Linked DNA regions of Macaca mulatta: region 1 is linked to region 2. The links are chromatin contacts, called in public Hi-C maps. All regions are on one chromosome and are shown on one strand. The core of a region is the stretch at or near the end of the contact, and the rest is flanking DNA. Distances in the headings are between cores, read along the strand shown.

Region 1 (4,773 bases), core at 1,753-4,252, 120 kb after region 2:
CAAAATTGAGACTTTGTCTCAAACAAACAAAAATACAAAAAAAGGAAAAAAAAAAATTAGCCAGGCGGTAGTCCTAGCTCCTCTCGGGGCTGAGGCAGGAGAATTGCTTGAGCCTGAGGAGGGTGAGGCTGCAGTGAGCTGAGATCACACCACTGCCCTCTAGCCTGGGTGACAGAGTGAGACAGGTGGCGCGTGCCTGTAGTCCCACCTACCTGGGAGGCTGAGGCAGGAGAATCGCTTGAACCCCAGAGGCAGAGGTTGCAGTGAGCTGAGATTGTGCCACTCCAATCAATCCAGCCTGGGTGACAGAGTCAGACTCTGTCTCAAAAAAAAAAAAAAAAAAAGTAGATAAGAGACAAAAGATTGCATTCTTTTGAGTCCTTGATCAGCCTTCCACTAAATACATAATTTATTTTGTTTATTTATTCAGCTCTGTTACCCAGGCTGGAGTGCAGTGATGTGATTCTGCTCACTGCAACCTCAACCTCCCAGGTTCAAGCAATTCTTCTGCCTCAGCCTCCTGAGTAGCTGGGATTACAGGCACCTGCCACCACAGCCGGATAATTTTTGTATTTTTAGTAGAGACAGGGTTCACCATGTTGCCCAGGCTGATCTTGAACTCCTGAACTCAGGTGGACCGCCCACCTCGGCCTCCCAAAGTGCTGGGATTACAGGCATGAGCCACCGCGCCCAGCCTTTTTTTGTATATTTTTAGAGATGAAGTTTTGCCGTGTTGCCCAGGCTGGTCTCAAACAGCCTCCCAAAGTGCTGGGATTACAGGTGTGAGCCACCGCACCTGGCCCCAAGAGGACTTTACATCTTCTCTGGGTTCCAGATTAACGGGCATGTTACTCTGCCAAGTTGCTTCATCTTCTCACACGCTCACTGAGCCCTCCACGAACCAAGGACAGGGGTGGATGTGAAGTCTGGAAATCCAGAGATAGTTTAGATCTGAGCCCTGCCACTGAGTCACTCCTGGCCCATGGAGACAACTGTGAATCTCCCTGACTGGGCAGATGTGATGATAGCTGTAGGAACGGGAACCATGTGACCCGGAAGTATGGGCAAAGGATTTCAACTGCAGAATTCTGTAGAAATGTTTATTCATCTTGTTTTTCTGCCTAGCCATAGTGTGAGCAAGTTGAGAGAAAGCACTTTGTCTTACACATCCCCGTCCCCTCTCAGACATAATGGGCCTTACACATCCTTGTCCCCTCTCTTAGGACATAATGGGCCTTAAAAATCTGAGTTCATAGTCCTCTGGCTGCTTTCTGCTTCCCTAGGAACAGCCCTCCTAGTGGCTAGGGGCAAAGTTTTAAAAACACAAAACCCAAACTGGTAGAACAGATAGGTACTTTAGAGTCAGGTAAGCATGAAGCGTGGGTTTTTTGTTTTTTGGTTTTTTTTTTGACAGGGCCTGGCTCTGTCGGTCAGGCTGAAGTACAGTGGCATGATCTCGGCTCACTGCAACCTCCATTTCCCGGGCTCAAGCAATCCTCCCATCTCAGCCTCCAAGTAGCTGGGACTACAGGCATCCACCACTGTGCCTGGCTAATTTTTGTATTGTTTTGTAGAGACAGGGTCTTACTATGTTGCCCAGGTTGGTCTTGAACTCCTGAGCTTAAGCAATCTGCCTGCCTCGGCTTCCCAAAGTGCTGGGATTACAGACGTGAGCCACACACCAAACCAGCTGTGAGTTCTGAGTCGGTTTCATGCTGACTAGCTGTGCAGTGTGACCTCAGACAAGTCATGTTATGTTTCTGAATGTCTTCATCAGTACAAGAGGGTAATACTACTTATACAGATTTGTTTATAGAATTAAATCTAGGCCGGGCGCGGTGGCTCAAGCCTGTAATCCCAGCACTTTGGGAGGCCGAGACGGGCGGATCACGAGGTCAGGAGATCGAGACCATCCTGGCTAACACGGTGAAACCCCGTCTCTACTAAAAATACAAGAAAATTAGCCGGGCGAGGTGGCGGGCGCCTGTAGTCCCAGCTACTCAGGAGGCTGAGGCAGGAGAATGGCGTGAACCCGGGAGGCGGAGCTTACAGTGAGCCGAGATCGCGCCACTGCACTCCAGCCTGGGGCACAGAGCAAGACTCCGTCTCAAAAAAAAAAAAAAAAAAAAAGAATTAAATCCAGTGACCTCTGTAAAGCTCCCAGTGTCTGGCATTTCGGTGGCCTTCGGTAAAGCTTAACTCCTAGATTATTCCTTTCAAAACAGTGATTTGCCCTACTTGAAGGCATTGCGGGAGGATAATGGTAAAAATTAAATGTAATAGACAAACTCTCAGTAGTGACCCACCTGTACCCTTTCCAACCAATGGGCATTTACTGAGCACCCACCTTCTGGGTAACAGGCCTGGAATCCAGTGCTGGAACGGTGGAGGGGAGCTCAGAGTTTCAGAGCTGAAAAGTCAGCCCCAGGAGGGCAGTGACTTCTTGTTGGCCACTGTATTCCCAGCCCTTAGAATGGGCCAGGCACATAGTAGGTGCTCAGTATTTGTTGAATGAATGAATGAATGAATGAATGAAAAATACAATCCAGCGGGCCTCTGACTCTTTTTTTAAAAGTTCAGCCAAGTCCCTTGACCTCTCTGAGCTGGTGTGTGTCCCCATCAGTGAAGCTAGAGATGTTTAAGTCATCTCGAGGTCCTGCCGAGCAGGATTAATAGAGCAATAATATTAATAATAGCTACAATCATAACGTGGAGCACTGCTATGGAGGGAATGACATGTTACATCCACGTTATGGAAGAGGAAACTGAGACACAGAGAAGCATGGAAGGCTCCTGGAGAAGGGGGGGTTTCAAGATGTTTTGGAAGAAAAACTGGGGATCAGACGGAGTAGCAGAGAAGAGGATCCACGACCCAGAGGAAAAGGCCTTATCCAGCGCCGTCGCGCGGCGCTGCCTGCGGACGTTGTAGGAGGGACTAACGCAGCCCGGAACCCGCCCAATCCAGCCTCCGGCGTCTCCATGGCAACAACCTCTGCACATGCGCCGCGAGCACCGGCGCCTGAGCTGCCAGCACGGGCAGAAGCCGGACGCAGGCGGGGCGGAAGCGGGCCTGGCGGGCTGGGGCGATGGGCGCGCGGGTGGGCGTTTAAAGGGGCCTTCGGCACCCAGGTTGTTTCGCCGCCGGGAATGCTGACGGTGAGGGCTAGGTAGCCCCGGGAGTTGGGATCTAGAAGGTAGAGGAGAAGCAGGGCTGTCTGACCCCCGGAGGTGACAAGGGGAGAGGGGCTGGGTAAATACCTTCGCTAGGCAGTAATGGGATGACTATCCCCAGGGAGCACTGTGGAGGAGAGAGGCAACTGAGGGACTGCACTTTCTGGTACCCACCGGGAGAGTCAGCGTTTAAGAGGGATCATAGGCCCGGCTTGGTACGGTCACCCCCCTTCGCACTCCCTGGTCTCAGCATTCTGCCACTTCCCTACCCCGTCGCGGTGCCCAGCCATGGCCAGACCTCCCGTGCCCGGTTCGGTGGTTGTCCCAAACTGGCACGAAAGTGCTGAGGGCAAGGAGTACCTGGCTTGCATTCTGCGCAAGAACCGCCGGCGGGTGTTTGGTAAGTGCCTCCCCCTTTCCTCCAGCCCGCCACTTGTTTCTCCCTGCCAGTGTCACCTGTTGCTCTCTGAAGAGAGCAGAGAGGCAGGGCAGTGAGGGCCTGCTGCAGTCTTCAGCCTGGGGGACTGAAAGCCCTACCTCTGGGACCCCCCACCCCTAAGTCTCCTTAGAGCTAATTCCCTCGTCAGAGCCAGGAACATGGAAACAGCAGAAACCCTGCCAGCAACCACTGTCACCAGAGATGCAGTTGCTTGAGCTCTCCGCTGCTGCCAGGCCCTCTGTTGGGCTCGTTACACAGTGCACGCCCATTTAACCTCTCAACAGCACATGGTACAGACTTGGCTAATATCACACCCTAATAGAGGTGAGCCTCTTCCATGTCCTGCTGTCTCTAGGATGAGACACTGGTGTTCCCCATCACTGAACTGCCTGGGTGAGTCAGTTCAGTGAAACTCAGGCAGGGCCCGGCTGACAGGCCGGCAAAGGTGCCTGGAATCAGCTGTGGAGTACAGTTCTGGGCAGGAGAAGCAAGGTGCCAGAAAGCTTAAGACCAGAGAGTGAGATAGCTAGAACCAAAATTTGTGAATAAGTCAACTGTTTAAAAAAAAATTACACTAGATTCAAAATACGACCCTCACGCCTGTAATCCCAGCACTTTGGGAGGCCAAGGTGGGCAGATCACCTGAGGTCAGGAGTTCAAGACCAGCCTGGCCAACATGGTGAAACCCTGTCTTTACTAAAAATACAAAAATTAGCCGGGCATGGTGGTGCGCATCTATAATCCCAGCTACTCGGGAGGCTGAGGCAGGTGAATCACTTGAACCCAGGAGGCGGAGGTTGCAGTGACCCTAGGTCCAGCCATTGCATTCTAGCCTGGGTGACAAAAGCAAAACTCCATTTCAAAAGAAAAAAAAAACAAACCCTCGATTATGGCCACTGTCCCTTTAATCCCATGACGGCTGGTAACACTGTATTTGGGGTTACACATACCCAGGTAAGTGACCCAGGCTCCACCACTGCTAGCTGTATGACTGGGGATAAGTGAACTCTAGCTAAAGTCCCACTTCTGTAAAATGGGGATAATCACAGTATTTATCCCATAGAGGTCCTGGGGAAATTGATAAAGAGTGTGTTTGTAACATACTGAGCAGGGTCTGGCATACAGTGGGTGTTCACTGAAGGTTGGTTGTTATTGTATTTATT
Region 2 (5,465 bases), core at 908-3,407:
TGAGAACTTTGGTGGAGGGGTGGTGACCATTGAAAGGAGTAAGAAGCAAGATCAACGTGACATCTGAGGTGCCTTTCTCCAAAAGGTATTTCAAATATCTCACTAAAAAATATTTGAAGAAGAATAATCTACGTGATTGGTTGCTCCTAGTTGCTAACAGCAACGATCGTTACAAATTACCTTACTTCCAGATCAACCAGGACAAAGAGGAGGAAGACAAGGATTAAATTTCATTTATCTGGAATATTTCATATAAGTTATTAAATAAAACTTGGGAACCAAAAGAAAAAAGAAAGAACACGGGACAAGCATTAGAAAGACCTAAGTCTCTCAATCTCACATTTCTAGGCTTATTCAGCTGTTAAATGGGGGACTGCACTAGCTAATTTCTAATTGACTTCACCATTCTGAAAAAGAAAAGTAAGCCCCAATTTCTGCTGAATCCTATTCATCTTTGTTCATTGGCCTCCAACTTCTCTAACATGAGGAACTTATGACCCTTTGAAACAGGTGGGGAAAACCAAAGAAAGGCCAAGATGCCCAAGAAACGTATAATTTGCATGACATTAAAATTGTAAGCCAAGCTTTTTTATAGGGGATGACATGAGGGGTGTCTGGATGATTCACTCAGATTAGTGGTAGGCAGTAAACGCCTGTGCCGAAAATATTGCATTTTCTGGCACAAAGTTACTGGTAAGAACACTGTCTAGCATATAGCTGACACTCAAAAATGCGGGCTGAATGAACAAGGAGCCAACTGACACCTGTTACTCCCTATAAAATCTTTAACTTTCTTTACTTAAGCCAAAACTCAAGAAAGATGGCTGTCACATTAAGAACGCTACTAAATATCCTCTGAACGAACTAATCCTTCAAATTCTCAATTATGCTAAATGGAAAAACATAAACAACCGTGAGAGAAATGCTGAACCAGCGGAAAAACTTCAAAGTCAAGTTTCAACATTCCCCATTCCCGTAGAGCTAGATACACCCACTGACTGCTGCCAGGGTCAATTTCCCGGCCTCTTCCAGGGCTCACAAGCACCCTCAAAAAGCGCTTAGGAAAAAAAACCCAGCGCCTACTCTACCCTGGTACACTCGACTCCTCACACACGTAAACCTTTAAGGTGGATGTCAGTGGAGCCAGCATTGAACAGACACGAACACGAGGAGACGAAAAAGGCATCTCCCCATCTTCACCACAAACTTTGAAAAGACCAAATTATTCACGAATCTAAGAGAATTCACAGATCCTGTTTGAGATAAACTATTTTCCTACAGTTTCTGGAGGCAAACAAAAACTCCCAAAACAAGTCGAACGGTCCATCTCCCCACTCCTTTCCCAGGAATGCGGCTGTTTTACATATCACACCCCTCCCCCGGACTCCGACAAGCGCACTCCTAGACCCTCCCAGGGCCTCGGATCGCTGAGTGGCAGAGGGGCTGCCCGCAGAGCTTTCGGTTGCTTTGGCAGTGTCCCCGTGAGACCTGCCTGCCTGCCCACAAACTCTTCTTGGAGTAAAAGTGAAAGACAAAAAAACCCAGACTCGCCCACCGTGACGGATGGTGGGGGATTTTAGCAGAGTTGAGTAGCCCAAAGAGGACTCAACTTCCCCCCACCCCCCGCCCTCGGCAGCCTCCTCCCGCTTTCCTGCGAAGCCGGACGTGCGTCCCGGGTCTGCGCAAGCCCCCCCACCCACCCACATGGTGTGTCCCTCCCCGTCAGACCACATGAACTTTAAAATGGTGCCTCGGGCGACAGGGCCCGTCGGAAAGAGTCACAGAGGCCTGGGGCCAGCGAGCGGGCGCGGGGGGTCAGGAAAGGAGGCCCCAAGTGGCGGGTGGAGCGCCCCGGGTGACGCGCGCGTTAGTGGGCGGAGGGAGGCGCACCAGGCAAAGGAAAGGAGAGAAATGGATCGCGGCCCCTTTAAGAGGCCTTCACGGCACTCAGGAACTGGGGGCCTCTCCTCCACCCCCAGCCCGGCGTGTGGGGCCCTTCCTTGGGGAGAACTATCTCCAGACCCGCTCCCCGGAGGCTCCCCTCACGCCAGGTCGCGCCCGGCCCTGCCCTGGGGCGGCGGCTCCTCCTTACCCCGCTGTCTGCCGCCTCTTCCCAGCTCTCAGCGACCTCCTCATCTTCCATCTTACTCGCCGCTTTCCCTCCTCCCCAACCCCCTCCCCGCGCCTGCGCTTTGAAGCGCGCCTCCGTCGCGGGCGCAGGCACGCAAGGCTTTACTCAAAGGACCCCGCCCGCTGCCTAGCCCGGAAGAGGCGCCAGGCAAGGTCCCAAGAGTACATTGGGGCAGCCATCTTGGAAGGGGGCAGAGAAGGCGGAAAGATGCCATCTTTCTTAAGGGCCAACGCGTTATCCGTCTTACAGAATGGGAGTTCAAGGGAAGTCATCATCTCGAGTACCGGAAGTGTGTTCTTGGGAACCATCTTTTCTAAGGGCAGGCACTTAAAACTTTTTTTTCTTTTAAAGTGAGTCGTAGTTTTCCTAAACTACAGATAATGGTATCTTCATAATTCTGAAAACATTTTTAAACACCAACAAATCATGAAAAATATCTGCTCATGCAGAAAACATTTTATTATTTCTGATAGGGTGAAAATGATTACATTATTTCCTGCTCATAAAGCAGTATTCTAATCATTTATTAACACCATATCCGCTATCGTAAGGTAAAGACGGTAAAAGATAATATTGCACCTCAGCTGGGACAACCAGTGGGATTCCCAGCTACTAAAGTTCTCCTGGGTCTTTAATGGTAGATAATAAATACGTTAGTTTTACCTCTGAAAATTATTGGCCAGGCACGGTGGCTCACGCCTGTAATACCAGCACTTTGGGAGGCCGAAGCAGGCAGATTACCTGAGGTCAGGAGTTCAAGGCCAGCCTGGCCAACATGATGTAACCCGTCTCTACTAAAAACACGGGGTGGTGGCGCATGCCTATAATCCCAGCTACTCGGGAGGCTGAGGCAGGAGAATCGCTTGAGCCAGGGAGGCAGAGGGTGCAGTGAGCCGAGATCATGCCACTGCACTCCAGCCTGACCAACAGAGTGAGGCTCTGTCTCAAAAAAAAAAAAAAGAAAAAAAAAAAAAAGCCCGGGCGCGGTGGCTCACGCTTGTAATCCCAGCACTTTGGGAGGCCCAGGCAGGCAGATCACAAGGTCAGGAGATCGAGACCACGGTGAAACCCTGTCTCTAATAAAAATACAAAAAATTTGCCGAGCGCGGTGGCGGGCGCCTGTAGTCCCAACTACTCAGGAGGCTGAGGCAGGAGAACGCCGTGAACCTGGGAGGCGGAGCTTGCAGTGAGCTGAGATCACACCACTGCACTCCAGCCTGGGGGACAGAGGGAGATTACGTCTCAAAAAAAAAAAAAAAAGAGGCCGGGCGCGGTGGCTCAAGCCTGTAATCTCAGCACTTTGGGAGGCCGAGACGGGCGGATCACAAGGTCAGGAGATCGAGACCACAGTGAAACCCCGTCTCTACTAAAAATACAAAAAATTAGCCGGGCGCGGTGGCGGGCGCCTGTAGTCCTAGCTACTCAGGAGGCTGAGGCAGGAGAATGGCGTGAACCCAGGAGGCGGAGCTTGCAGTGAGCCGAGATCGCGCCACTGCACTCCAGCCTGGGCAACAGCGTGAGACTCCGTCTCAAAAAAAAAAAAAAAAAAAAAGAAATTATTTATGTGAGGCCGGGCGTAGTGGCTCACGCCTATAATCCCACTTTGGGAGGCAGAGGCGGGCAGATCACCTGAGGTCAGGGGTTCGAGACCAGCCTGACCAACATGGAGAAACCCTGTCTCTACTTAAAATACAAAATTAGTCACGAGGTCGGGAGATGGAGACCATCCTGGCTAACACGGTGAAACCCTGTCGCTACTAAAAAATACAAAAAACTAGCCGGGCAATGTGGCGGGCGCCTGTAGTCCCAGCTACTCCGGAGGCTGCGGCAGGAGAATGGCCTAAACCCGGAAGGCGGAGCTTGCAGTGAGCTGAGATCCGGCCACTGCACTCCAGCCTGGGCGACAGAGCGAGACTCCATCTCAAAAAAGAAAAAGAAAAAAAAAAAAAATTAGCCAGGCATGGTGGCACATGCCTGTAATCCCAGCTACTCGGGAGGCTGAGGCAGGAAAATCGCTTGAACCTGGGAGGCAAAGGTTGCGGTGAGCCGAGAGCACGTCATTGTCATTGCACTCCAGCCTGGATAACAAGAGCGAAACTCCATCTCAAAAAAAAAGTTATATGTGGCTGGGTGCAGTGGCTTATGCCTATAATCCCAGCACTTTGGAAGGGTGAGGCGGGTGGATCACTTGAGCCCTGCAGTTTGAGACCAGCCTGGGCAACAAGGCAAAAGCCCATCTCTACTGAAAAAAAAAAAGGTGTGTGATCTTACGCAAGTTACATAAGGATTCTATGTCTCAGTTTCCCCAAGTGTATACATTAGAGATAGCTACTTCGAAAGTAGATTGTAAGAATTTAACCAGTTACTATGCTGAAATGCCTAGAACAAGAGTCATAAGGGTTAGCTATTATCATTATGGGAGTGTCTCGTCTGCCCGAGGAAGATCTGTAACTGTGACTTCTGTAATCATCCTTTCTTTCTTAAAATATAAGGGCGAGGAGATGTCAGGCGTGGTGGCTCACGCCTATAATCCCAACACGTTGGGAGGCCGAGGTGGGCGAGTCACTTGAGGTCAGGAGTTCAAGACCAGCCTGGTCAACATGGTGAAACCCCATCTCTACCAAAGATACAAAAATTAGCTGGATGTGGTGGCGGGCACCTGTAATCCCAGCTACTTGGGAAGCTGAGGCAGGAGAGTTGCTTGAACCCAGGAGGTGGCAGTTCCAGTGAGCCAAGATTGTGCCATTGCTCTCCAGCCTGGGCGACAGAGTGAGACTCCGTCTCAAAAAATAAAAAAATAAAAAGGTGGGGAGATAAGCAAACACCATGTGTTTATATTCTTACTGACATGTTCCTGTTTTTCTCTCAGTTTTAAACACATGTCATTCAGTAGTGTTGCATTTGGCTGTTATAACCAAGTTATCTGACTTGGAATGTGTTTTTTCTTATATTTTTAGTATGCCATTAATCTTTCTGAAGTAAAATCTTCCTGTTGCGAAATTTCGCAATTTGTATTTTTTTTTTTTTCAGACAGACTCTCACTGTCGCCCAAGCTGGAGTGCAGTGGCACAATCTTGGCTCATTGCAGCCTCTGCCTCCTGGGTTCATGTGATTCTCCTGCCTCAACCTTCCAAGTAGCCGAGACTGTAGGTGCTTGCCACCATGCCCAGCTAATTTTTGTATTTTTAGTACAGACCAGGTACCACCATGTTGGCCAGGTTGCTCTGGAACCCCTAACCTCAGATGATTTGCCCACCTCAATCTCCCAAAGTGTTGGGATTACAGGCGTGAACCACCCTGCCCGGCCTGTTATTGGCATTCTTAATGATTATTA

What was found. Hi-C and Micro-C count contacts between places; a contact is called where the count stands out from the background.
Region 1: a contact with region 2 is called in a Hi-C map of liver, with 3 times the contacts expected there. The contact joins the promoter of CPLANE2 here to the promoter of SZRD1 in region 2. A contact is called at or near these places in 3 of 14 Hi-C or Micro-C datasets (CD4 T cells, cortical neurons and liver).

Annotation. Positions count from the first base shown.
Region 1 is chr1:224,785,149-224,789,921 of T2T-MMU8v2.0, forward strand. CPLANE2 (ciliogenesis and planar polarity effector complex subunit 2) reads left to right here and starts at 3,003. Exons shown (of 8, transcript XR_013407320.1): 1 at 3,003-3,156; 2 at 3,293-3,571.
Region 2 is chr1:224,669,657-224,675,121 of T2T-MMU8v2.0, forward strand. It overlaps SZRD1 (SUZ RNA binding domain containing 1), which reads right to left and starts at 2,158. Exons shown (of 3, transcript XM_015121362.3): 1 at 2,093-2,158. The coding sequence starts at 2,136. It also overlaps the pseudogene LOC100423571.